Regions from separate parts of the Oryctolagus cuniculus genome. Here region 1 is linked to region 2. The links are chromatin contacts, called in public Hi-C maps. All regions are on one chromosome and are shown on one strand. Each heading gives the region's core, a stretch centred on a gene start, on an enhancer-like site or on the middle of the called end of the contact. The rest is flanking DNA. Distances are from core to core; before and after follow the strand shown. Region 1 has its middle 65 kb from the start of ZCCHC2. Region 2 holds the start of PHLPP1 (PH domain and leucine rich repeat protein phosphatase 1).

Region 1 (5,680 bases), core at 635-3,134, 170 kb after region 2:
GGCTTGTTGGGAGAGGGGCAGAAAAGAAAGTCCCCAAGAGGAAGCTGAACCAGTGAGGGCGGCAAAGTCGGCACAGCGTCTCGGCAAGCAATGCATGGGGCCCTCTTTCTCTGCTCTGCCTCCTCCATCGAATGGAAATGAAGCAACCCCTAAACCAGGCTGTGCGGCTGGCCACACCTCACACGTGGTTCCACCCTCTGTTGACCTCGGGTGCTGGGAGTTGTGCTCGCGGCCCTTTCTGATCCACGCAGCAGTTCCACACCTTGGCCCCCAGTCCTCCGGCCCTGCATCCCACTGAGAGAAAGAGGAAGCCATCGGTCCCCTCCTCCGCCTTCCCACTGACCGCTGCGATGCCACTCTCTCTCGCCAGCCTTAGGCCCGTCTGTCTGGCATCTCCTGCCCGCCCTTTCTCCCCTGTGACTGTCTTCCTGGTCGCCGGTCATGACCTCATGTGACGATTCTTTCTCTCCACTGCACGTGTTGGCAGCAGCACTTCACTGGCGAGGTCTCTGCTCTTCAGGGCAGGTTCTCTCTTTTTTAATAGATTTGAGAGGCAGAGACAAAGGTCTTCCATCTGCTGGTTCCCTCCCCAAATGGCCATAAAGGCTGGAGTTGAGCCGATCCAAAGCCAAGAGTCAGGAGCTTCTTCCGGGCCTCCCACGTGGGTGCAGGGGCTCTAGCACTTGGGCCATCTTCTGCCGCTTTCCTGGGCCATAGCAGAGCTGATTTGGAAAAGGAGCAGCCGGGACAAGAACGGGTGTCCACGTGGGATGCCAGCGCCGCAGGGCAGGCGGAGGCTTAGCTGCACCGCAGCGCCGCCCCGGGGCGCATTCCCGTGATCTTTTCCGACATCTCTGAATTTTCATTCCCAATCTGATGGACCGCTCGGCTCTCTCTGCAAACTCCATCCTAGGTGAATGTGTCTGGCAGGAGGAATGGTTGAGGAGTCTGTTCTACTTACACCCTTCAGGTGGCCCAGCGGCCAGACTGAGAAAGACTGGCTTTGCCAGATGTCACTCTAACTGCCAAGTCCGCCCCTGCAGCAGCTTGTGTTCCCTTCCCACCTGCTGCTCCTCCTGGCTCCCTGCCTCAACTAAGGACCCCTTCATCGCCCTCCTCCCAAACCCGCTGGTGGCCTTTCTGAAATGCAGCTTTGGTGATGTTTCCTTTGCCATCTCCCTTCGTGGCCTGACCAAGATGTGTCTGTCCTCGGACCGTCTTTCCCCACTTCTGCACAGGCGGAATTCGGCTCCCCGCTCTGCGATCCCAAGACCTGCTGCTTTGTGGGAGTTGCGTGTGCCCCAGACTGAGCCGAGTGACTGAATGTAGGCAAGTACCACTGCCAGGTGCGAAGAAAAGGGCATGGCCAGGAGGTGGCAAATTCCTACTCGTGGGGCAGCAGGACAGAGCTTAGGGCCTTGACGGTAACTGCAAGAGCAGGTGCGGTATACACAGGGAGGCCACGCGCTCCTTGGAGTCTGTACAGTAGGAGTTGAGGGCCACGTCTGTTGTGACCATTGACCATTCCACTGTGCTACAGATGATATGTAAATGATAAGTAGGTTCCCCAAACTTTACTTGTAGACACCGAAATTTGAATCTTGCGCTTTCCCTGCCTGTGTCATTAGGGCATTAGGGCTGTTTTTTTTTTTTTTTTTTTTTTTTTTTTATTTGTCTCAGTCCCAGAAAACGAAAACTTCATGGATCCCACTGGGGAAAAGCCTAGGAACTTTGCGGGAGGGGCGTGGCCCCGCTCAGCGCTGGCCATGTTTATGCTGCCACCTAGTGGCCGGATGGCCTGAGAGCCGAGCCTTTTCTCTGCTCTTCCTCCAGCACCTGGAGACGCCCCCATCCCACAGCCAGGGTGTGTGACAGGTGGGGTGTAGGTTCCCGACCGCACCAAAGAAGGACTTGAGATCAAACCAAAATGAAGCGTAAGGGTAAGGAGTAGCCACCTTGAGAAACTGCACAAAGCGACAAAGCAAGCTTCGAGCCGCAGGATTGTGGAACTGGGCGGAACTTGGGAGACGGCATTCGCCAGCCCTCGGGTGAGAGAAAGGGTCTGAAGAGGGCAGTGAGACGGTGGGGTTGAAGGCACACAGCGCTGGCGGCTGGTGCCGGACGCGAAGGAGCCGTGCAGCAGCGCCCCTGCGGCCACCCCGCCAGGCTCGCCGCCGCTCGGTCGCTCTTGGCTCGTGGACACGAATTCAGTCCCTGTGCCTCGATTTCCCTGCCTGCAAAATGGCGCCCAGCCCCTCCCCTGCCTCACCGGGCTGTGGTGAGGCCGACGCTTGAGCTGCGTCTGGTCTCCAGTGGGCACACAACCCCCCCAGTCAGAGTCCACTGCGCGCCACGTTACAGCGCTGTGTGCACGAGGCCACATGGAAGCCCTGCAGCCAGTCTACACCGCCCGTCAGCCCGAGGCGCCGGCGCGTACGTGGGCAGGTGCTGGGGCCTGTGCCTGGGGCTGCACTCCAGCGACCGCCGGGCAACCTGCTGGCGTCCTTGGCGCTCAGCAGGGCCCTGGGGGTGGGCGGCCGCGGTTTCCCTGCGGGGGCTGCTTGGCTGCCCTCGTCTTTACTCGCGTGCTCTGCGGCTGTGTCTGGGCGACGGGGCGGCCTGGGGCAGCGTCTGGGTCCACGTCGCAGCTCCCGTCCTCTCCTCGTGCTTCTCACACAGGGAGCAAGCCCAGCCATCTGTGTTTCAGCCTCCGGCCAGGCCCGCACCGAGGCCCGTGTCTACAACCGGGCTAGACGGCGCTTTCCTACTGCGGCGGCTTTGCCATCCCGTGGCCACCAACCGCAAGGAGGCACACGACAGAGGCCGCCCGCCGCCGGCGCGTGGCCGGGCCCGGCCTCCCGTGGAAATCCAGAGGCCGCGTGGTCGGGACATCCGTGGGTTCCCTTCGCTTTATTTGGACAGTTTTCCAAAGCCGCTGCGTTTAGCTCAGCGTGGAGATGCTGACTGGGGACAGGAAGGGGGTGTCCGCAGCACGTCACGGCTCCAAACCCCCGTTCCTGACCTGGGGAGCGGGGAGGAAGATCCCAGCCCGTTCGTGGACAGGAGCCCGTGAGGGCCGTCGGGGCGCGCACAGATCCCGGTGCTGGAGGCGGCGGCGGCCTGCAGCCTTTGAAAGCACCGGGCACAGGCTTCCGGTCAGTGTCCCTACACTAGGCCAGCCGGAAGTTACATCTGCTTGCTTGCACTGCCCTCGTCCCCCACCAGGTGGCACTGCTTCCCAAGGAGCGATTTCTTCTGGGGCAAGGCTGGCTCTGCCCTCTACAGAGAGCAGGTGAGAGCGGCAAGAGGAAAAAGAGTGAAGAACCCCCACCCCGCTCAACGCCCGCCCCCACCAACCCCGCCACGCCCCAGGTTCCAGGAGCTAAACAGGATCTTGGGATTCAGGGTCCCTGGTGATTGTGGGACGGGTCTGAGGCCCCCACGCGTGTCACATGCTCAGCTCTAGGATGGGAAAGAGCAGGCCTAAAGGCTCCCAGGCGTGACACAGGTCTGCGTGCACCACGTTCCGACAGAGGGCATCTGTCTGTCCAACGAGCACAGCGCTTAAGAATCCGGAAGTTCATTTGCCGGCGCCGTGGCTCAATAGGCTAATCCTCTGCCTAGCGGCGCCGGCACACCGGGTTCTAGTCCCGGTCGGGGCGCCGGATTCTGTCCCCGTTGCCCCTCTTCCAGGCCAGCTCTCTGCTATGGCCAGGGAGTGCAGTGGAGGATGGCCCAGGTGCTTGGGCCCTGCACCCACATGGGAGACCAGGAAAAGCACCTGGATCCTGGCTCCTCCACATCGGAGGAGGTGCGCCGGCTGCAGCGGCGGCCATTGGAGGGTGAACCAACGGCAAAGGAAGACCTTTCTGTCTCTCTCTCTCACTGTCCACTCTGCCTGTCAAAAAAAAAAAAAAAAGAATCCGGAAGTTCTGAGCTGCGGCCAAGGGAAGCTATTTGTGCGTGCACAGGTGCGGCACTGCGCCCTAGGCAGTGACGAGGACGTCAGACTTTAACATTAGGATGACCATCAGGAATCCAAAGTGAGCACGCGCATGCTCCCGGCAAACGACACGCCCTTTCTGCAAGGGCCCCGGCGACACCCGCAGAGGACGACCCAGTCGGCAGTGACCCGTGTGCCTCACTCCGTGCCCCCATACCTCCAAACTCCTGTCTGAAAACAGCCAAGCCCTCCAGGGAGGGAGGCTGGGCGGGCAGGGGCAGCACTGCCCTCTACCTCGAGATGGAGCGGCGGAAGGGTTCTCGGGGAACTGTGCCACAGCGTGGCTCCCTCCACGCGGCTCCTGCCTCAGCCGCAGCAAGCTCTGGGACCAGTGTGCCACTGGAAAAAAGGCTCCTAACAAACTTATCAACCCTATACCTCTTACTATCCTCCTTTCTTTCCCCTTCCCATCCATTATCTCCTCCATCGCATGGTGCAGCCATCTCTGCGCACTGCTAGCACCTCTTTCAAGCGGCTCTGCTATATCACCCTTCTTCCCCATACTCCCCTCTTTCTCTCTAACCATTTCCCCTATCCTATCCTCCCTCTTCTCTTCCCTTCACCATAACCCCCCCTCCTCCCACTTCTTTCCCCTTTTACACAGCGCTCAACCCCCCACAGGGCTTCCTGTCACCAAAGCCGAACTCCGCGGGCACCAGGGCGTCCTCTGCCTCAGCCCTTCCCACACTCCTCCCGCCGCACCCCAAGTACCCTTCCCTTCATCAACCCCTCCAGGTCCGCCTGCGTCTGCCTCCCCCCATACCCTATACACCCAATAGCCAAGCCAGTGCTGCCAGCACCTTGGTCCAGGCCCGCTGCCTCCTAACCCGCCTCTGAAACCCCCAGGCGCTCTCCTCAACTCTCCCATGTCCCCACGTGTCATCCAATCTGTCCTCCTCTCTACAGCTCGCACCCCCTCTCATACGTACCATCCCCACCACTTCCTCCGCCTGACACTTTACCTGCCTTACCTACACCGAGTGAATGTGCCCGCCACCTTCACTCCCGAGTGGGGGCGTGCGTGTCTCCCCTCCCCGCCAGCAACCCCACACCTCTGCTGTCGCTCCCCTGCCCCACATACCAGAGACCATCACCCTGCCCGTATCCATGACCCAGGGCTTTCTTCCCCCCCCTCCCCCCTCACCCCCCCAGTGTCGGTACCCAGGCAGACATCTTGCAACCAACAGTGAATCCTTGCTACATACGACATGGCAAATCTTGCAAATGATTTGCACATCCCCAATCCGGGATTATACCCTGAGAACTCGGATCCACAACCAGAAGACCAGCACAAAACTGTTCTTAGTAGCCCTGACAAGATGAGGAAGCAGTCAACTGCTCGTTGACAGAGTACAGAAAACTACTGTCCATTACGGGGGCCGCAAGAAGTTCATGAAAACGCGCATTGAAAACTGCGTAGATCGACAACTTCTTCATGAGAATGGCGTGCCAGATGCAGAGCCGCAGGGAAACCCCCGGCGGGGAACCTCGGGACCGCAACGCCAGAGGGCAGGGCCAGCCCTGCACGGTCGGCTGCAGGCCGCCTGGCCCAGGAGACGCAGACACAGGCTGTGCGCTGTGGCGGCTGTGAGATGTGTGAAGACAGAACAGCGGCGACCTTGATGCGCTGGGAGACCGAGAAGGGGCAGGCAAGACGCAAGGTTACCCCGGAGGCGG
Region 2 (5,797 bases), core at 1,498-3,997:
GAAAGAATGGCTATGGATATACAGAGTCGTCATAAGTTTATTTTCCCACCACCACCTACAAACTCATACCTAAAGTTGGTTAGGATTTAATTCCGCTAATGGTAACTTAAATAAAATTCCTAATCATACAATCTTATCTTTAAATCACAAGAGGCAAAGGGCACAAACAACTTATAAAGCTGAAGTACAATAACAAGGACCTATGGCTCCCTAATTCACTTCTAGCCAAGCCTTTAGCCAAAGGAGAAATGCCGCATCAACAACTTGTGCTGGTCCTGCAAAGACTGAGCAGCATTTTAGGTCACATCCAAAGAGACAGATATTGCAATACGGAACCCCTACTGCAAGTCCTACCGCGAGGGTCTGTGCCCACCACAAAGGCCAGAGGAAAAAAAGAAACAGGCAAAATCACTTGGATGCAAGATTCAAAAATCGAAAATAAGCCTCCCTCCCTCCAAAAAAAAAAAAAAAAAAAGCGCTTCGGAAAAGTATCACTTTAAAAAAGGATCGTATTCGTGAAGTTTCCAAGGAGAACTCCCTGGGTAAACACGCAGGCAGAGAGCTGAACACGCCGGGGCCCCAGCTGGCAGGGAAGGAGTCAGGGCAGCGCATACTGTACTTGTGGCTGGCTCGGTCCACTGCGGCCAAGACGCAGGGCCGGGGTTCCCCTGGGGTGGGCACTGTCCTGTGCACGCGAGGGCTTCCCTGACACCCAGCAAGGCCCCGGGAGAGGCCTGAAGGCAGCAACCCGACGGCTCCAGGTGCCACCTCCTCCGTCGGGAGTGCACGCTTCCTGGACTTCCCCGCGATCTGGGCCAGCTCCGCCACACCGCTTTCTGGTCCCTGAGCCCTCACGACAGACCACAAACGGGCGGATGTGAGGATTCCTCCTCCCAGCACCACACGGCCCGACCGTGCAAGCCGGAACCAAGGCTCACACCAGGACTCCCCGGGACCCGCAGCGACTCTTGGGCCGGGCAACAGACTCCTTCCTGGGTCCCTGCAAGAGTGCACGTGCAGGTGCTTTCCTTACCTACATAGAAGCGGATGAGACAGCCGATCTCCGAGTCCATGCCCTCCTCCTGCACCCGCCACAGCTCCCCGAATCCCAGCTGGAAGAGGTAGTCATTCTGGATCTGCAGCGGCTTCTCGTCCGCCTCCAAGCGCCGGGTGGTCTCTCCGTGGAGCTGCACGTAGAGGGTGGGCGGCGGGGGCACCTTCGACGGGGCGCCTCCTGGGGCCTCGGCCGCCGCCGCCGCCTCCTCCGGCCGAGGCCCCTCGGGGGCAGCGCCGCCTGCGATGTCCGCGCCCCTGGGGGCTTGCTTCGGCAGAGAGCGGGAGGCGGTCGGGGAAGGCGGCCCGGGCTGTGCGGGACCGCAGGGCTGACCCGGGGCCCCCGTCGGGGTCGGGGCTGAGTCGGTCTCGAGCTCCTCAGACGAGGACGAGCCGCCGCCGCTGCTGTAGGGGTCCAGCCGGTCGGACACGCTCTCGGCGCTGGGGCTCAGGCTGAAGCTCTCGGTGTCGGAGGCCGGCGCCGCGGCCGCGCCGTCCAGGGGCCGCGGGACGCCTGGCGGAGGAGAGCCGAGGCCCCTAGCGAACGGCTCGCCGGGGCTGCAGTCCGAGGGGACCGGGCTAGCGCGGGCGGCGCACCGCGCCCCCCGGCCCGGGCCGCCGGCGGGCAGTGGCAGGTCGGTGGGCGGCGCGCGCGAGGGGCCCCCGACGGCACCCGGCGCGTTCCCCGCCGGCAGCTCGGGGGCCGCGAGCCGGGGCCCGGCGTCGGGGGAAGCCTCGGCGCCAGCGGGTCCGGGCCCCTGGCCCAGAACCTTCAGCACGCCGCCGCCTTTGTGGCCGAGCTGCAGCAGGCGGGCGGCCACCTCCCCGGCCGTGGTGTCCAGCGTGCAGAGCACCGGGCGCAGGTAGGCGGAGGCCGTGTGGCGGTCGAAGACGTGCAGGCAGCCCCGCCGGAGCTGCTGCCTCACCCAGTCCCGGTCCGACGGCTGCAGCGGCATCACCTGCCGGTGCTTCAGCAGCAGCGTCTTCCTGTCCAAGCTCCGGGTGCACAGCGACGCCGAGGCCGAGCAGGAGGCGGGGAGGCCGGCGGCGCCCGCGGGGTGCGAGACGGCAGCCGCCGAAGACGACGACGAGGACGACGACGACGACGACGACGACGAGGCGGCAGCGGCGGACAGATTCCTCTTGAGCCGCCCTCTCCTCAGCAGCAGCGAGTTAGCGCCGTGGCCGGCCCCCGGCACCGCGGCTGCCCCGCCGGCCGCGGGCTGAGGCGCCCCGCGCCGCCTCCTGCGCCCGGCGCCCCCCGCCCGGCCCGGCAGCGGCCCCAGCGGCGCCTCGCCGGGGGCCTCTTCCCGCGCCCCGCAGCCGCTGCCCTTCCCGCCGCTCGGGGCCGCCGCGGTCGGCGCGGACTCCAGGCTCCGGCCGCCCCCGGCCGCCGCCGCCGCCGCCGCCGCTGCTGCGGGAGCCGGAGCGCGGTCCTCCCGGCCGGGGTCGGGGAGTCGCTGCGCCGGGGCCGCGGCGGCGGGCTCCATTGCCGCGGGGCTTCGCGTTTTCCCCCCAGCTCCGGAGGCAGCGGGCGGAGAGGGAGGCGAAGGTGGGAGACGGCGGCGGCGGCGGCGGCGGCGCGCGGAGAAGGGAGAAGCCAATGGCGTTCGGCGCGGCCGTTCCAGGGGATTATGTGGCAATTCGGAGTATTCCGCCGGTGTCTCGGTGTTCCATCCCGCGCGCCCGCCCGCCTCGCCGCCGCCGCCGCCGCCCCCCCCCCCGCACACACGCCCTCCCCGCGGGGGTCGCGAGCTCCCCCGCGCCAGGCCCCGCCTGCTCCCCCCACCTCGCCCCGGCGAACCAGCCGCCGAGCTGGGCTCATTGAATATTAATCGCGCGGCGGGAGCGGGAAGGCGGGAGGCGGGCCGGGCGAGAGCTCAGCGCGCACCTCATGAATATGCATCGCCAGCATGACGGCATTCCCGGGAGGAGCGGGGAGCGCCGGAGGACGGCGGGGGGCGGAGCCTAAGAGTAAACAAACGTGACGCGTGCGTGCGGGGGCGGGGCGGGGGCAGTCTCCCGGGAGGTCCCAGAGCCGGCCTCGGAGAGGGGTGGTGACGAGAGGGGTGCGCGGTGCACCTAGGGAGTTGTAGTTCTCTTCTGGGGACGGCTATTCTTGAGAGAAAAGTGGGGAACTACAAGCCCCAGCGATCCTTGGGTTCTCCGCCTTGCTGCCAGCATCTGACCATGACCAGTGGGGATTGTGCCCTCTGCTGTTGAACTCTGTACCGAAGTGTGTTCTTGCGGGTTTACTTGTAGCTTACCCGCCCACTGTCCCTTGCCAGATGACTTTTATTTTCCTTGCTAATTGAAAAAGGAGGATTTCCAGGGACTCTAAACGGTAAGAAAACACTCGATCCTCACCCCCGCCCATTGCGTGAGATACAAATACACACCCACAGCACAGCACCTCAGGATCACCGGCACTCCCGGTGCGCCGACACGATTTTTCTCTTTCGAGGCCCGGGGAGACGGGCAGTGTCCTCATTGAATATGCTTGCGGGAGCCCTGAGCCCATCCTCTCCCGCCGGAAGGAGCACAGCAAAGAACCGGAGTTGTTTGAAGTTTGCCGTCGCTTTATTCAGGCGGAGTGAAGTGGGAAAGGGAAGAAGCGGTGGCGTGGAGACGCGGGGGGCTGCTTCGCGTGTTCCCGTCGCCTTCCCGGGTTTTTTCAGTCACGTTCACAACAGGATTTCCCTGCAGCTTCTATGTGTAGTTGTGGTCTGAAAAGTTACATTTATTTCGTCAGTTGAAACAGCATTGTAGTCTGTAGCGGGACAGTTTACTGTTTCAAAGAATTTAGTACACGTTTTAAATTGATCTAACAGTCTTAGATTTGTAAGTCGGGATTTCCACACGTGAGACTTTTAAAATAACTTTACTACCATCCAGGGCCTGTCTGAACTTTCAGTTGCTAAACTTGGAGGTGAGGAGAGAAAAGGAGAGAGAACTGGAAGTTGTGGCGAGAGAATCGCACTTAGCTTATCCTTGCAGTTTCTCCAAGAGGAGTGGAAGCAGCTACCTGGACAACAAATAAATACTTCTCTGTGATTCCTGAAATTTCTGAAAGAAAATTTTCATATATTTTCCTTTTGAAGTCTTCCCTGGCCTCGTGAAAATAGTTTTTACTCCGTTTGAATTCAATCAACAGCAAACACTTTTGAATGTAGGGATATTGCAAGTTCTCACACGAGAGTTAACAAATTCAAGTCAATTAATTTAACAAATAATTGTGAGCATGTATTATGAACCAGTCACTAGGTAAAGCAATTGAATATATCATACACTATCCTTGCCTCCACAGGGTTTATAAATTAGAATGTTCAACAAGTGAGACATGTACAAAAATATAAGGTACTGTGGAAACACACTCCGCCGGCGCCGCGGCTCACTAGGCTAATCCTCCGCCTTGCTGCCCCTGCACACCGGGTTCTAGTCCCAGTCGGAGCGCAGGATTCTGTCCTGGTTGCCCCTCTTCCAGGCCAGCTCTCTGCTGTGGCCAGGGAGTGCAGTGGAGGATGGCCCAAGTCCTTGGGCCCTGCACCCCACGGGAGACCAGGAGAAGCACCTGGCTCCTGCCATCAGATCAGCGCAGTGCGCCGGCTGCAGCGCGCCGAGTGCGGCGGCCATTGGAGGGTGAACCAAGGGCAAAAGGAAGACCTTTCTCTCTGTCTCTCTCTCTCTCACTGTCCACTCTGCCTGTAGAAAGAAAGAAAGAAAGAAAGAAAGAAAGAAAGAAAGAAAGAAAGAAAGAAGGAAGGAAGGAAGGAAGGAAGGAAGGAAGGAAGGAAGGAAGGAAGGAAGGAAGGAAGGAAGGAAGGAAGGAAGGAAGGAAGGAAGGAAGGAAGGAAGGAAGGAAGGAAGGAAGGAAAGGGACTCAAAACGAGGGGAAGTCAGAAAATAGAGAGCTAACTTAGAATGAAATTTTCTGGAGCGAATAAAAAATAAGTACTTGATGAAGAATCGCGGTGTCTCACTAGGCTAATCCTCCACCTAGCGGCGCCGGCACACCGGGTTCTAGTCCCGGTCGGGGCGCTGGATTCTGTCCCGGTTGCCCCTCTTCCAGGCCAGCTCTCTGCTGTGGCCCGGGAGTGCAGTGGTGGATGTCCCCCAGGAAAAGCACCTGGCTCCTGGCTTCGGATCAGCGCAGCGCGCCAGCCGCAGCAGCCATTGGAGGGTGAACCAATGGCAAAAAGGAAGACCTTTCTCTCTGTCTCTCTCTCTCACTGTCCACTCTGCCTGTCAAAAAAAAAAAAAAAAAAAAAGGCAGATTGTGCATATTGTATATTGAAGATAAATTTTAGCTATACTAACCTATATGTTTCCTTGAGTAGCACCTAACATAACCCATTAGTTCTAGAAATGGAAAGATAGGTATTTTAGTTTGCACATCCTTTAATATGATTTAAAAACAAAGCCCAGGGGGCCAGCATTGTGGCATAGCAGGTTAAACCTCCACCTGTGACACCAGCATCCCGTTTGGGCACCGATTTATGTCTCAGCTGCTCCACTTCTGATCTAGCTCCCTGCTAATGCATCTGGGAAAGCAAATGGTCCTAATCCTTGGGCCCCTACACCCACATGAGAGACCCTGGCTCCTGGCTTGGGCCTGGCCCAGTCCTGGCCATTGCAGTCATTTGGAGAGTAAACCAGCAGATGGAAGGGCTCTGTCTGTAGTGCCCTCTCTTTCTCTGTAACTCTGCCTTTCAAATAAAAAAAAATGTTAAATTTCAAAACTAAA

What was found. Hi-C and Micro-C count contacts between places; a contact is called where the count stands out from the background.
Region 1: a Hi-C map of embryonic fibroblasts shows a contact between it and region 2, with 5 times the contacts expected there. The contact joins the enhancer-like site here to the promoter of PHLPP1 in region 2. A contact is called at or near these places in 5 of 6 Hi-C or Micro-C datasets (ear pinna, embryonic fibroblasts, psoas muscle and 2 more).

What each region holds. Positions count from the first base shown.
Region 1 is chr10:15,985,982-15,991,661 of mOryCun1.1, forward strand. No RefSeq gene overlaps it. Among named protein-coding and RNA genes, the nearest start is that of ZCCHC2, 65 kb to the right of the region's middle. Within about 2 kb of position 1,885, at least 1 of the 8 cell types and tissues checked has an H3K27ac peak or open chromatin away from gene starts, as enhancers often do.
Region 2 is chr10:15,812,285-15,818,081 of mOryCun1.1, forward strand. It overlaps PHLPP1 (PH domain and leucine rich repeat protein phosphatase 1), which reads right to left and starts at 2,748. Exons shown (of 17, transcript XM_051851890.2): 1 at 1,034-2,748. The coding sequence starts at 2,543. LOC103349395 (a long non-coding RNA gene) reads left to right here and starts at 2,914. Exons shown (of 3, transcript XR_011379304.1): 1 at 2,914-3,044; 2 at 3,316-3,397; 3 at 3,518-3,655.